Regions from separate parts of the Oryctolagus cuniculus genome. Here region 2 is linked to region 1. The links are chromatin contacts, called in public Hi-C maps. All regions are on one chromosome and are shown on one strand. Each heading gives the region's core, a stretch centred on a gene start, on an enhancer-like site or on the middle of the called end of the contact. The rest is flanking DNA. Distances are from core to core; before and after follow the strand shown. Region 1 overlaps SLC6A5 (solute carrier family 6 member 5). Region 2 has its middle 23 kb from the start of DBX1.

What was found. Hi-C and Micro-C count contacts between places; a contact is called where the count stands out from the background.
Region 2: a Hi-C map of an unstated tissue shows a contact between it and region 1, with 3 times the contacts expected there. The contact joins two enhancer-like sites. A contact is called at or near these places in 3 of 6 Hi-C or Micro-C datasets (ear pinna, psoas muscle and an unstated tissue).

What each region holds. Positions count from the first base shown.
Region 1 is chr1:45,797,340-45,804,913 of mOryCun1.1, reverse strand. It overlaps SLC6A5 (solute carrier family 6 member 5), which reads left to right. Exons shown (of 15, transcript XM_051825012.2): 5 at 749-890; 6 at 2,841-2,973. Among named protein-coding and RNA genes, the nearest start is that of SLC6A5, 49 kb to the left of the region's middle. Within about 2 kb of position 3,408, at least 1 of the 8 cell types and tissues checked has an H3K27ac peak or open chromatin away from gene starts, as enhancers often do.
Region 2 is chr1:46,301,480-46,309,053 of mOryCun1.1, reverse strand. No RefSeq gene overlaps it. Among named protein-coding and RNA genes, the nearest start is that of DBX1, 23 kb to the right of the region's middle. Within about 2 kb of position 3,658, at least 1 of the 8 cell types and tissues checked has an H3K27ac peak or open chromatin away from gene starts, as enhancers often do.

The DNA of each region.
Region 1 (7,574 bases), core at 2,159-4,658:
CTGACAAACTAAGACCCACATGGTTAAGTCCCTCCCTATCCTGCCCTAGACCAGGCCTTCTCAACCTCAGCACAGTTGACATTTTGGACTGGATAACTCTTTGTTGTAAGGGGTTGGCCTGTGCATTGTAGGATATTTAGCAGCACTCCTTGCTTTTACCCATTCGATGCCAGTGGCACCCAGATGTGACAACTACAAATGTCTCTCCAGCCATTGCCAAATGCCTCCTGGGGAGACAGTTTGTCTCTAGTTGAGAATCCTTGTGTTAAATCTTGGTGCCCACCCACTGGTGGTTGGTATGGCCACTGCTAAGCCATGTGAGAGGGGAAAGCACATGCATAGGTATCTTGGAGCTCTTACATGTGTGCATCAGCCGTGTGCCAGGCTGACTCAGGGCGCAGGGCAGACTCAGGAGTGTTTGTAAGCTTTCTCTGGCAGTAGCCCATCAACAGGTTTGTGTATCTCTGATGCATTCAGCCCTGCCATTCACTTGTTTTCTGTAACGTCATAAAGATTTGGGTTTGAAGCCTGATTATGTTCATCGGTCGTGTGACTTCAATAGAGTTATCTAACTTCTTTAAGCCTCTTTCCACATCGCAGAATGTGCTTAGTTCATTCTTTTTCCAAGTTACTGGTCAATCTTTGGCAAGTGATTTTGGCTTTTCTTTTTAAACTGCCAGAGAGGGAGACTTGTGTATGTTTTCTGTTCAGAGTTCACTACGTTTCTGTTCTGTCCTCACTTCAACAGATTCCTGTGTTATCAGTGACCACCCCAAAATACAGATCAAGAACTCGACATTCTGCATGACTGCCTACCCCAACCTGACAATGGTTAACTTCACCAGCCAGGCCAACAAGACTTTCGTCAGTGGCAGTGAAGAATATTTCAAGTAAGAGGGCTTGAGCATTCTAAGGGAAACTCAGGGAATTCACCAACACCCCGTGGGCAGAGCGGAGGTCTGGGTGGGTGCCTGGAGGGGGGTACCTCCCACCCCTCCCTCCCCATCCTCCTCCTGCTTGAGTGATCATGGAGGAGGCTTGTTCTCTGAAATTTCCTCCAGGAGCCTGTGGGCCTGGAGAGGAGGGTTGGCTGAATGATGGCCAGTGGAACAGAATCAGGACCAGCGTAGGACATGATGGCGAAGAAAAATGTTTCAAAGCCTTGGCCTAGTGGGATCCAAGCAGGCCTTCAGTTCACCAAATCCTTTTTCCCATCTTTATTTGACTTTCAGAGACTGTCTGTCTGCTTCTATCTCTCTGCTTCTCAAATAAATAGAGAAAAGAAAAAAAAAAAACCGTGGTTAACGTTTTAGTTTAGAACTATTTTCATTTTACAGCTTCACTTTAGTTTTGTACTTTCCATGTTTATGTGTCTGTACCTTCAAGATGGAAGTATAAGGATAATGGGGCATCCTCAGTTCCTATAGGAAGATTTAGTGATGTTCATGAAGTTATTTCTGAAGAAAGGTCAGTGCACACAGAGTTCAAGGGAGGGTGTGTGAAGAACAGCTCTAGCCTGGCTTTAAGTCAGGGGCTGTAGACTCAGGTTCACTTAGGGCCTTCAGTGGGGTGAGTCTAAACCAGTGATGCGATAGAGAATGGTGGGGACTGTGGCAAACTCAAGAGCTTCCTGCTGTGTGTAAGGGAGGCTGGCGATGCTCGGCTCTGGCTGGTGACTGCCTTGCGGGAATAGGGGGCAGTGTGGAGAGCTTCCATCCCACAAGGGGTGTTGAACATAATGACAGGAGTTTTAAATGTGATCTCTCCCATTGTAAATGTCAGCAAAATAATTCAAATAAAACACTGGTGCCAAAAAAATGCACCTGTCAGTGGCCTCCCAGCTTATAGCCTGTCCCCAGGATTGGGTGACATCTGGCCCAGGGGCCATATAAGGCCTACAAAATCATTTGGTCTGGCAGGCCCAGGCAACCACAGGTGGGATTCTAAATGCAATTAACCTATAGCAGGATAAGTTTTTCTTTAAAGATTTATTTTATTTATTTGAAAGATGGAGTTACAGAGGCAGAGAGAGAGAGAGAGAGAGAGGTCTTCCATCTGCTGGTTCGCTCCCCAAATGGCCACAGTGGCTGGAGCTGAGCTGATCCGAAGCAGCTAGGTTGGTGCTGAGTTCAAGGGATTGTTTGCCTCTCACCATTTATTTGCCTGCAAGGGAGAGGAGATGGGGGTGGTCAGTTAGGCTGTGGCTTTGTCCTTTAGAAGAAGGGGTTGCCGGTGACCACCGCCCCCTTTGCTTGCAGCTATGTCTCTGTCTTTGGATGCATTCCTTGAATAAAATCTAGCCAGCCCCATTTTCACCTTGTAGTGAGCTGCTGCTCCAGGACATACTCAGTGCAACTGGAACTGAAATGCAGGGCAGCATTCTAGGTCTCCTAGCAGAAGCAGTTTCTGCTGTGTACTAATTTGCTAAGTGTAGAATTAGGCAGACCCGATCAGAATGCATCCTCACGAAAGACTCAGACCCTGGAAAGCACACAGACATCATCCTGCCGCTTTAGGATTCTGTGGCCCTTCTTAGGGGGCAGCTCCAGGCAGGGGTGGAGCCTTGCCTGGAACCCTGTGCAGGGCTGTGAGTGGCCCCCAGCACATCATTAAGAGCAGAGTAGATCCAGCTGGTGTCTCTGAAGACAGCTGTTGTGGAGAGTGCAGATCGCACATTGCTAGCAACCTCATCTGAGTAGGTCCCTGATGGCGTGGGGAGGGGATGGTTTGTTCAAGGCTCCTGGCTCTGCTGGGAGATGAAGCCTGCAGAGTGACACCTGTCTGTCTGTCTCCTTCCTTGTTTTCCTCCCCTCTCCCTCCCTCTCTTTCCACGTTCTTAGGTACTTTGTGCTGAAGATTTCTGCAGGCATTGAATACCCTGGCGAGATCAGGTGGCCACTAGCCTTCTGCTTGTTCCTGGCGTGGGTCATTGTGTACGCGTCCCTGGCTAAAGGAATCAAGACTTCGGGAAAAGTAAGCACTTGGAAGAGGAAGCTCTGGGACACGCGGCTAAATCGTGGAGCAGGCAAAAAGAGCACCTGGAAGAGAGCCAGGGGCCGTGGGTGCTAATTCCGATCTGCTCCCCGTAGCTGTGGAGCCGTGAGCGAGTGCCTTTAGTCTTATCTGTAAAATGGGGATAAGCATGCCTTCCCTACAGGGCTGTTTTAAGGACTGAGTGACGCAAATGTAAGCAGAGCTCCTGAGATGTGGTGGGAGTGCTGTTCTGGGGTCACTTTCTCTCTTTTCCTCCCAGAGGCTTGCTGACTTTTGCCTCCTGTTCTGGCTACCAGGTCAGTTCTGGCTTCTGCTATGGAGCTGGATAAGGATCAAAAGTTTGAAGTGGATTTCTTCTCACTCCTGATTATGATGTTCTTGGCCATCTGTGGCCCTCTTCCAGCCCCCAGTCCAACATTCTTCCATCCCAGGAACTCCTGGCACTAAAGGAAGCCGGCTCCTGCCAGTGAGACTTTGGCTGAGAGCATACTTGGCTCCTCTTGCGGAGCCATCATTCAGCTGGGCCCTGTGGGGACGATGGGACTCCCTCTCCATGCCCAGATCCAAGCCTCAGAAAGCAAGGGGTCCAGGAAGTGTCACGCCACACTGGGCATGGTTGAAAGGGTCTTGCTGACTTGTCCCTGTCTCCTGCTGCCTTAGGGAAAAACCCACTGAAGAGCTAACCAAACACTGTGATGATGACCTAGGCTATGTCATCATGGCAACAGGCATTTTGCATGTTTCAGGGTAAAAATTAGGAAGAGGATGTAATGGTGGACTCTGAGGCCGTAGGCTATGGAGTTGAGGTCTGGTCCAGGTGTTCCAGCCAGGGCTTCCTGGGGGTTACATTGCTACCACCCAACTTCAGAAGGATCTGGTCCCCTGAGGAGGCTTATCTGTGTACCTCCCATCCCGGCGTGCTGCCCATCCCCCACAAGGCACCCAAATCTGGCACCCGTTAGCCACAGAGACCAATCTGTTTTCTCTGCGGGCACCTGGGGGTGCTCATGGATGCCTTTCGGTTGCAGCTATTTCTGTCTATCCATGTCATCTGATGCCACCGGGACTTGGATGGTGGCCTCTGCAGAGCTGTCAGGATTAGTACGCACCTTAAGTCATACCATGTGAGCAGGAGCAGCCATATAGAGAGAGCCAGACTGGGAGCTGGGACACCTGGATTCTTGACTGAGGGGACCTGTCACGGGGTTTGCGGTAGAAGGACATCCATCTCTACTTGGGCCATGGAATTTGGCCGAGCATCTGGTTTTCTCTTAGCTTTTACTTGTTTTTGGGTGATAAATGAACAGTCGATTTTCTTCTCTTAGCTATTTCGGGAGTCCTCAGCTCCTGCACTTCTAAAGGGAGGGCGGCTGTATCGTATTGAGGCCGTCAGCTTCCAGCTTTATTCTGTTGGAGCACTCGCTGGGAGAGCTGGGGGTTTGCTTTCACTCTCTGATCCAAGTTTCCCCTTCTCTAAAATGAAAGCTGGGTTTAAGTGACCCCCCCCAACAATTTTGCTGGCTCAGAATGAGTACTGTGAGACTGCAATGATTGCTTTTCTTATTTTTTTAGATTTTATTTATTATTTGAAAAGCAGGCACACACACACACACACACAGATATCTTTCACCTGCTGGTTCATTCCACCAAGTGTCCACAACAGTGAGGGCCCGCCCAGGATGAAATCAGGAGCCTGGAGCTCTGGACTTCCCATGTGGGTGGCAGGGATCCAAGTTCTTGAGTCATTACCTGGTATCTCAGAATGTGCATTGGAAGAGGCTGGAGCATAAATGGAGGAGGGCCTCAAACCCAGACTCTTCAATATGGGATGCAGGTGTCCTAAGCAGTATCTTAAGCACTGCGCCAAATGCTTGCTCCTGGATCAACTGTTTCTCTAGGTTCATAGGGAGATAGGAAACTGTTAATGTGACTTACGTTGATGGCTAGTGTGGCCTGAGGTTTTCTGGAGTTCCTGCCTTCTATGACTTGGAACTCATTCTGGATGGACATTGCATTGTCTTCATGAGGCCCAGCTAAGTCATTGCTTAGCAAGATGAGTTAGGTGTTTGCTCAGCTAAATCTCACTGGCAGGACTGTTCCCTATGGCTAGGGTTGGAGAAGAGGTGACTTCAACTGTGATCTGGTGGACAGGCTAGGGGGTGTGACAGGCAGGGGAAGAGGCAAGCATGGAGGGTGAGAATGCAGCCTTGTTGATGACAAAGGAAGAATGCCCTGGTGGTTTCAGAGTTGGACCGATCTGAGCTTAAATTTTAGCTTTGTCACTTTCTAATTGTGCAACTCTGACCAAGCTATTTAACCTTGACTCTTATTTTTTAATCTGTAAATTTGGGTAATAATAAATACCTTATAGGGTTGCTACAAGGATTAGGCGATGCATGTAAAATACATGGCCTATGATCAGTTCTTAATTACTAATAACTTTTAATTCTCATTATAAGGAATGCCTGATGTGTTGAGTGGGTATTGTGCCACTCTGACATTTTAAAGGCATTGACTTTGTTGGGGAGATGTGAAGAGAAAGGAAGCTTTGTTGAATATGTTGTGCCAGACACTGTACTAATTGCTTTCACAGGACGTTAGGTCATTTAATCTTCACCAGCACAGGATAGATAGTAACATTTACTTTCCTTTTACAGACTGAGAGCTGAGGCTCCTTACAGTAGAGTAAACTGCCTGACATCACAAAGCTTTTAGCTGGCAGTGGTGGGATTCTATCCCAGGTCTGTCTTGCTTTAAAGTCTAGACTCTTTCCACTCCATGACATTCTTAATTCATAATTAGCTAAGGAGCGGCTCTCAGGAATAGATGGGAATGCGGAATTGCTGAGTCATCACTCATACATCATGTGGATAGTGACTTCGGACTCCTGCCCTCCTGCTGGGTCTCTGCTGTCTTTAGCTGCATGACTTGGAGCAAGTCACAAGATGCTTCAGAGATTTGTTTTCCTCGTTTGCAAAATCAGGTGTTAGAATAAATATTCTTTAAGATTCCGTTTAGCACTATTAGTCTATACTTTTTGGAATGGCATTATATCCAGTTCTTTCCTCTGATTTAGAATTAGAATTTAATCCTTGCAGCTCGATTTTACAGGCTTTCTGAAATCAAAGTTTTGAGTAGCCCTTCTGCTCGTTTAGCTCTTGGCTTCATTGAGAACAGTTTTCAACCAGAAATCAATTTTTTTAAATGAAGAATACCACCATAAATAATAAATCACAATTTATTATCCTGCCCTGGGCTGTATAGGTCTTAATCATGGAACATTATTTGGGAGCCAAGGTGAAGGCATAACTAAAGTTGATCGTTATGACAAACGCCGTGGTGATTGAGATTCCGGGAACACTGCTTTCCATGCAATAGAGTACCTCCTCTTGTTTAGGTCCCAAGGACACAGAATGCCCTGTAGCTTCTTCTGAGACTGAGGCTTTTGAGCAGCTAGAATTCCAGAAGTAGGGGGACCAGCAGGCAGCCTTAAGGTCAGATGTAGCTCACCTGACCGCAGGGACTGCTCTGCCTGAGAGTTATGGCGACAAAGCAAAGCTAACCTAATTAGCTAGCACGGGCTGGCGGGGCACTGCCACCTGTTCAGGTCTCCTGTTGTGAGGAAGATGCTGCGAGGTGTCAGGCCAAGAGGCTCAGATCAGCTAGTCATTGTCACTCCTGCCAAGTATAATTCATTACTGTTCAAGTTTAATTCTTCTGACAGTACATTCTGAAACAGGGGCATTCTGAAGCTTTCCTGACATAGGGGGACTAGCTGTGCAGGGAGCCTCGGTGCACTCCTGACTGACATTTGAGGCCTCACCAGGATTTATGAACCAAACTGTCAGCCCTCTCAGTTCACCAGAGTCACCGTCTACAAAGTGAATGCATCAGCTGCACACTGGGGCCAGCACAAGCAAGTGTTTAAGGTACAAAATTTAAGGAGACACTCACTCTCACGTCCCTGTGAGTGAAGGAGCAGTACGTGAAAGTGGGTGTCTCCTTAAATTTTGCACCCTTGGTGCTTCATTTGCCTCACCCTCATTCTGGCCTTCCCACAAACGTTTTTGATTGTTCAGCCCATAGATTCAGTATTCATAGATTGAATGGCTTTGGAGTGAGAAAGCTCCGATGGTCAGGGGTGAGCAAGGCTGTTCCTTAGTCTCCCCCACCTCCTGCTATCTTAGTGGGGAAGTCGAATGTTTAGGTCACGCTCTGCCCTTGTAGCATGCCTGTCTCTCTGCCCCAGCCCACAGCTGAGAGGCCAGCCCAGAGTGAAATGATTTTCCCCCGAGATGTCAGATGACCTTGGCTCTCCGTGGTGGGGCTGAATTTTCCCTTCAGGTTTTAAGGGAAAGAGAGAAGCAGACAGGGCAGAAATAGGAGGCAGCTGGTTATCCCTCCTCTTCCTGCAGTCTCTGCAGAGGCAAGTTCTTTGGGACCAGGAGAGAGGAGAGGCTGCTGGCCCCCCAGGGCAGGGAAGCAGCACCCTGGTCCATGGAGAGGAAAGGAGGCAAGCCCATCCTTGAGGATGCCACCAGAAAGAAGGAGTTTGGTGTTGAGTGTTAGGGCTTAGAGGC
Region 2 (7,574 bases), core at 2,409-4,908, 500 kb before region 1:
AACTCCTTGGCCCTGCAAGTGAGGCTCTGAGCAGGGGAGGGAATTGTCCCAGAGCCCCCTGAGCCCATGGCGCAGCCAGATCAAGAAGTTAGCTTCCTGGGACAGGTGTTGGGTACAGCAGTTAGATCTCCTTTTGAGATGTCCACATCGCATATCAGAGTGCCTGGTTCAAGTCCTGGTTACTCCACACTTCTGACCCAGCTTCCTGGTCATAGGCATCCTGGGAGACAGTGGTGATGCCTGAAGTATCTGGGCTCCTGCCACCCACATGGGAAGACCTGAATGGAGTTCCAGGCTCCTGGCTTCAGTCTGCCCCAGCACCGACTTTTGAGGTCATTTCGGGAGTGAACCAGTGGATGGCGGGCCTCTTCATCTGTCTCTCAGATAAAATGAGCATAAAGAAATAGAAATTAAGGTTAAAAAAAAATCTGGAACCCAGCTTGCTTTCCCAGGCAGCTGGGGAAGCAGGTAGGTGCACAGGCTGCACAGTGAAGTCAGGACTCTGCTGTTTGCACTCTGTGACCCTGGCCAAGCAGCCTTCCTCTCTCTGAGCCTCAACTCACTCATCTAGGAAATGGGCATGAACATATCTCCTGCAGTCGGTGCTGTGGACGTCCTAGTCCACATCCCCTGTCCGCTCTTCCTTCCTAACTGAGCCGCAGGATCGTGCAGGTATCTGTCCCTCCCCCACGGGTCAAGCGACTCAAGAAGGACAGCCCTGCCCCCAGACCCAGGGTGGCGCTGATGGTTCCCTGAGCCACACAGTCCGTTTCCTAGGGGTTGAGTGGTGAGCGGGCCTCTGGGGTGACTCAAGGGAGAGTCTCTGGGGACACTTCTAGAAAGTTTCTTCTCTCTTAACAGAGGTCCCGACGTCTGCCTCTGAACATTGTCACATCTGAAAGTGACCCTGGACCTCATGTTGTCATCCTGTGGAGAGAAGCAGCTCCCATGGGGGTCCTTGCTGGTAGTGCTGAGCCTCTGACGTGTGCCAAGCGGGAGCCCACTGCCCCTCCGGACTTGCAGTTGGGGAGACGAGACACAGGGTCAGCTGCGCTGAGTGCCTGTCTCGCCATCGGGCACGTGCCTGGCAGCTCCACCACAGAAGGAAGACACCACCCATCCGCTGATCGCATGGTGCGTGGGATCCCAGAGGCAACTTCTGTCCGTCTCCTGTGGCCCCCACAGAGCACACAACCAGGGGGTTGCAGCAGTCTGGGGGGCTGGCTGAGGCCCTGCGCCCCAGAGCCAGCCTGCCTGGGGTTTAACCCCCAGCTCTACCACTCACTTAGATCCGTGGCATTGAACACTTCAGCCCCTCAGCCTCCCTGTCTTTAAAATGAAGATGACAATAATTGGGCCTGTCTCACAGAGGCACCACGAGGGCTGGATGCATGAAGATGCGTGAGGCCCTGGGAACAGCACGTGGCACGGTGTCAGCTCCCGATAGGCAGTAGTTGTGATCATCGGTTATCCCGTTTATAAAAAGGTACCCAAACAGTGCCCGATCGGAACTTATTTCTGGCCACTTGCCTGATGCAAACCAGTGCCGTTATTGTGGTGGGGCCGTCGCTGGGATGCCTGGGTTTGCCACATGACATTTAGGGCTTCATTGCCATCTCTGGCCTTGGGATGCTAAGGTGTCAAAGGCCGTGCCCCGTGAGAATGCCCTCAGCTGCCTCAATGGGTCTGCTCTGTGTCCTGATGACAGCCCTGGGCCTGCCCTTGTGCCACGATGGTGGAGCAGCTCGGCTGATGTCTTTGGCTACAGTGGCTGCCTCTGGGTTTCTTGGCTCTGCTCACAAAGCCGCCCAGTTGGCAGCCTGCCTTCTCCTCCAGTCTGAGAGATGCCGAGGTTTTGGGTCTGGGGTGAGGGGCAGCCTGTTTCATGCTCTGCTTCTCCAGTGGAAATTCATGATCATTTCTTTGCAGCAGGAGTCTCTAATTTTCATCCTCACCAGGTCCTGCAGGATATGTGGGGGACCCCGGTTTTGATTTACACACCTGAGTCTTGTGCCCATTCATTGAGCTAGGTGCCGGGGTGGGGTGGTAGGTAATCAGCCACACCCAGGTCGCAGAGACCATGCGAGGGGAAAGCTGGCTGATTGCAAAGGGAAATTGAAGAGTTGTCACCAGAAGGAAAGAAGTGTTGCTACAGAGGCAAAATTGAGCATCCATGGATGCGGAAATTCTATGTATTTGGGGAAACCCCAAGTGTGCAGCCCGAGGTCTCCCTTACAGGAGCGCATCGCACCCAGTACTGGTAATACTCAGCCTGGGTTAGCCAGCTCACATGCGCCCCCTCCTCCAACCCTCACAGTGAGCCTGCGACAGTACTGCCCTCGCTCCACAGAGGAAAACCTCAGGCAAGCATTTCTTCATCCTGTAGCATGAGACCCCGCTAGGTAGTGTCCCCTTATTCCCACCAGGGCTGGGGAGATCCTCCGAATTTCTCAGCAATCCCGAGCTCCCCCATCCCCTTCTGCTGTGGCCTGGGTCCCCGTGTCTCATCCACGCAGACTGTGAGCAGGAGGCCTGGCTAATTCCACCGTACAGTGCTGGTGCCTCAAGCAGAACCTGGATCCTATCATAAATGCAATAAGGACAGAGAATAAAGAGAAAAATGGAAGGATGCTGAGTCATTGAAAGGACTTGGCCTCTGGCAGAAAAGGGAGTGTCGATGAGGCGAGCTGGGAGGAAGCCGGGTTCCAGGCAGCTCAGAGGTAAACTCTGGAGGGTGTTCTTGACATAGAGTCCTATCAGCATGAATGAAAGATGGCTTAGAAGTAACACCAAGGGAAACACCTTGCTATAGCAACTCGATAATCCAATCTTATGTATTTATTGCATGTATCATGCACTTTGCTTTGTGGGTGTGTTGATGATTGTGTATCGGGTTAGGTGCCCCCCCCCAAGGGGCCAGGTGTCAAAGGCATGGTCCCCAGGGTGGCACTGTTGGCAGAACCTTCAGGAAGAGGGACTTGGTGAGAGGTCAAGGGAGGCATGCCTTGGGAAAGAAGTTGCCAAGGGACCACCTGAGTTCTCGCAAATGGGTTGTTGTAAGGGCCTGAGTCGGGGCCCACTCACTCCCTGTTTCCTGGCTGACTGGAGGATCCTCCCTCTGCGTGCATTCTGCTCTCTATGGAGTCAGAGCTTGCACTTGGGATTGAACTTTTTTTTTTTTTTTTTGACAGGCAGAGTGGACAGTGAGAGAGAGAGACAGAGAGAAAGGTCTTCTTTTGCTGTTGGTTCACCCTCCAATGGCCGCCGCGGCCAGCGCGCTGCGGCTGGCGCACCGCGCTGATCCGATGGCAGGAGCCAGGAGCCAGGTGCTTTTCCTGGTCTCCCATGGGGTGCAAGGCCCAAGCACCTGGGCCATCCTCCACTGCACTCCCTGGCCACAGCAGAGAGCTGGCCTGGAAGAGGGGCAACCGGGACAGAACCCGGCGCCCCAACCGGGACTAGAACCCGGTGTGCCGGCGCCGCTAGGCGGAGGATTAGCCTAGTGAGCCACAGCACCGGCCGATTGAACTTCACACCCCCAAAGCTGGGAGCTTAACAAGCTTCTCCTTCATAAGCAGCTGGCCGCAGGGAGTTAGCTGCAGTAATGAGAAGCTGACTAATGGGTGGTGCTGATACTGACGTAGCAATTCTGATACCACTTTGTGGATAATTAGGTGAGAGCAAATACACTGTCTGAGGGAACAGAAATTCTCTTGCACTGTGCATAAAGGTGGAGATTGTCTGTATGATCCGTGTGTGTGTGTGTGTGTGTGTGTGTGTATGATTCATCATCACCATGACGCCTTTTAAAAAAAGATTGATTTGATTTGAAAGGCAGAGTTATAGAGGAGGGAAAAACATGATTTTCCTCCTGCTGGTTCATTCCCCACATGACCACAACGGTCAGGGCTGGGCTAGACTGAAGCCAAGAGCCAGGAACTTCTTCCGGGTTTCTCACGTGGGTGTTAGCGGCCATCTTTGGCTGCCTTCCAGGAGCATTAGCTGGGAGCTGAAGCAAAAGTGGAGATCTGGGACTTGAAACAGCACCCTTATGGGTGCCAGGCATCACAGGCAGAGGCTTAACCCACTACGCCACAAACCTGTCCCCCATTACTCCTGATGCACAATCATTTCAGATTTAGCCAGTGGGAGCCTCTTCAAGCTGGCTCCTTGTCCTTCGGTGTGGAAGCGGACATTCTGTATATTTGGGGAAACCCTAAGTGGTGCAGCCTGATGTCTCCCTCACAGGAGCGCATCACACATGGTACTGGTCATACTCAGCCTGGGTTAGCCAGGCACATGTGTCATCTCCTCTAACCCTCACATGTGTAAGTGTGATGTGAATATGTTAGCTAGAGCCCATCTCATAGGGAAGTTATGAGGAATAACTTAGGAAGTAAACATACTACTTGTAGACTAATACCCCGTATGCACACACGATGCTTTACCTAAATGATGTTACTGTGTCTCCCTGTAACTTGGCCCTGAGCCAGAGATCTCAGCCCTCACCTCCAGACTGGAGTCTACAGCCTTGAGCCCATCTTGCCTCTGCTTTTTTAAAGATTTATTTACTTATTTGAAAGTCAGAGTTGCAGAGAAAGAGGGAGAGAAAGGGATCTCCATATACTAGTTCACTCCTCAGATGGCCACAACGGCCGGGGCTGGGCCAGACCAAAGCCGGGGGCCGGGAGTTTCATCCAGGTCTCCCATGTGGATGGCAGAGACCCAAACAGTGGGGCCATCCTCCATTGCTTTCTGAAACCATTAGCGGGGAGCTGGATTGGAAGTGGAGAAGCCAGGGCTTAACCAGTGCCCATATGGGATGCCAGCAACGTAGGCAGCCGCTGCACCTGCTAGATCCCAAGGCTGGCTCCTCCTCCAACTGTCTTTACCAAGATCCACTTTTTCTTTCTCTCCATGTCCCTCAAGTACCTTCTTGCTCCTTGCTTCCCTTCAGTGCTTTTCCTGGAGTCTGTCCTCAGGTCTGTGTCTCAGAGAGCTTCCCCACCCAGGTCACTCCAGCCCACATCTTTTCCTTAAGCTCCAAATTCTGTGCTGCTGTAGCCTTGTCCTGTCTTCCTGTCTGATGACTCGTCTGTGTGGCTGCCTTGTCTCAGTACACAGACTGTCAGCCATGGCACGGGGTGTAGCGGATGGGAGTACCCCAGACCTTTATCTGTGGTCCTCAAACACACACACACACACACACACACACACACACACACCAGTGTACATAGCCAGTGCTCATCAGAACCCGCTAGATATCTAACTACACTGGCACTTGTTCATTTGTAATGCCAGAGCAGCCGACTGGAACCACAGAGTGGGAGAAAGCTGTGCATTGAGGAAAGCGGAGGAAGATTGAGACTGCCTGAGACACTGGTGATCTTGGAGCCATCCCAACCTTGTCCTCCTACACAGGAGAGAAATGTGCATACATTGTAACACTCTTGCTGCCTGCAACTTTCCCTCACCTGCACCTAGAATTTGCCTCACTACCTTAGACTATGTAGCCTATAGGATCTTTGTTCACAAGTGTGCTTTTCCTTTCCATCAATACATGCATGTAGAAGTCTGCAGGTGGCTTTTTATACTGAACAACATGTTCCTCCATCTCGACCATCTCCCGTGTTTAATTCATTCTGGCAGTCTCTGTTCTTCTACTTGGAGAGTCTCAACCTCTCTTCACTTTTGCCATCACACCCCTAATCCAAGCTGCCACGGTTTCTATCTGGTGCCATCTGTGCGTTCTGCTTCCACTCTTACCTGCCGAGACGACTGATTCTTCATTCTTCAATTCAACCTTCACATAGTGTTCAGGGTAAGTCTTCAAAAACACACATCAAGTCCCGTCAACCCATGCTTGAAACCCTTCAATACTCTCCTATTCTACTCAGAATGAAATTTAAGTCCTTTGTGATCTTACTGATATGGGGTAAGACAGGTAGCTGTCTTAGGGCCAGGAGCTGGAAGCCATACTTCTCTTGGCATAGGCAATCCTATCCACTCACCCGTCAGGCAAAGGACTCCTTCCCCAGGATATACCTCCCCTCAGCTGGGACCTGGGGCGGTACCATGTAACCACTCCACTTTTCAACTGAGAGAAGTTTCAAGCTGAGAGGGGTTCTCTCTTACTTTGGACTCCAAGGAAGAAGGGTACTGAAGCATCTCGCTCTCCCCTCAATCTGTCCCTTCCTAGCCCACTCTGTTCCTGAGCAATGCCTGTGTGTGTGTGTGTATAGTGTATGTGTGTGATTTCCTCACCTTTTAAATAAACCTTACCACTTTCATGTTGTATTTCTGCCTATACTTAGAATGCTTCTGAGAGTCAGAGGCAAGATCCTGGAGTAGGGATCTTTAGACCCTACGTAGCCCACAACCTTACAAAGCTCTGAGAGATGCAATCTTGGCCCCCACTGTGGCCCAGGCTCTCCCTCTCTTTAACCACACAGAGTTTCTAGTTCCCTGTTCACAAATTCTACCTTGTTCCCTTTGTGGACTGTAACAAGCAGTGGGGACACACTCTGCACAATACAAGTCCCAGTGCCACCTTCCCTGTCTGCTAAAATGTCACCCCCCTAAAGAGACCTCTGTGCCCTATTACCCTTACAGTGGTCTCACAATTTGAAATTATGTATGTGTCTGTTCATTTACTTGATCATTCCCTTCTTCTCCCATGGGATTGTACCCTGAGAGCAAGGACCCATTTTATTTATTGATTGATAGATTTGAGAGGCAGAGTGACACACAGAAAGAGAGCTAGGTCTTCCACCCACAGGTTCACTCCCCAAATGGCCACAAAAGCCAGGGCTGGTCCAGGTTGAAGCCAGCATCTGGGAATTCCTCCTGGACCTCCCACGTGGGTGGCAGGAGCTCAAGTACTTAAGCCATCATCCACTGCTCCTGAGTTGCATTATCAGGAAACTGGATCAGAAGTGGAGTGGCCAGGACTTGAACCAGCACTCCTATGTGGGATGTAGGTAGCCTGAGGGGTGACTTAACCTGCTATGCTGTGATGCCCACCCATGTCCCTGTTTGTTGTGGGTAACACACTATCCACAGGAGCAATGAGACATCCAGACACAGAGAAGGCACTCAATAAATTCGTGTTAAACAGAACAGCCTGACTCAGTGCTGAGAACCCGTGGTTCTAGTCCCGTCTTCACAGCTGACAGGCTGTGCCACCCTGGGAAATCAGGCAGCCTTTCTGAGCTGTAAAGTGCATGGGAACGGGAACAAGACCTGCTCTGATTAGCTCATGAAACTGTGGGGAAAGAAGAAAAACCGGAACACAGACAGTAAAACTTTAAAACTCGGAACGAACGTGAGATATAAATTAAAGGAAAGATAATGCATGAATGAGAAGATGAGAAGTGAGCTCTCCCAGATGTGGGGGGACCTGCTTTCTTAAATTCTAATAAGTAAAATGGGCCTCCATAAGCTAGTCTGCCTAAGGTCTTGTTGGTAGTAACTGTTGATTCTTATTCATCCTGTAACCTCAGCTTTAAGAGGAGAGCTGTGGTGGGATACAGATCCTAGCCCTACTCACATCTCCAAACTCAGGCCGGGTTCCG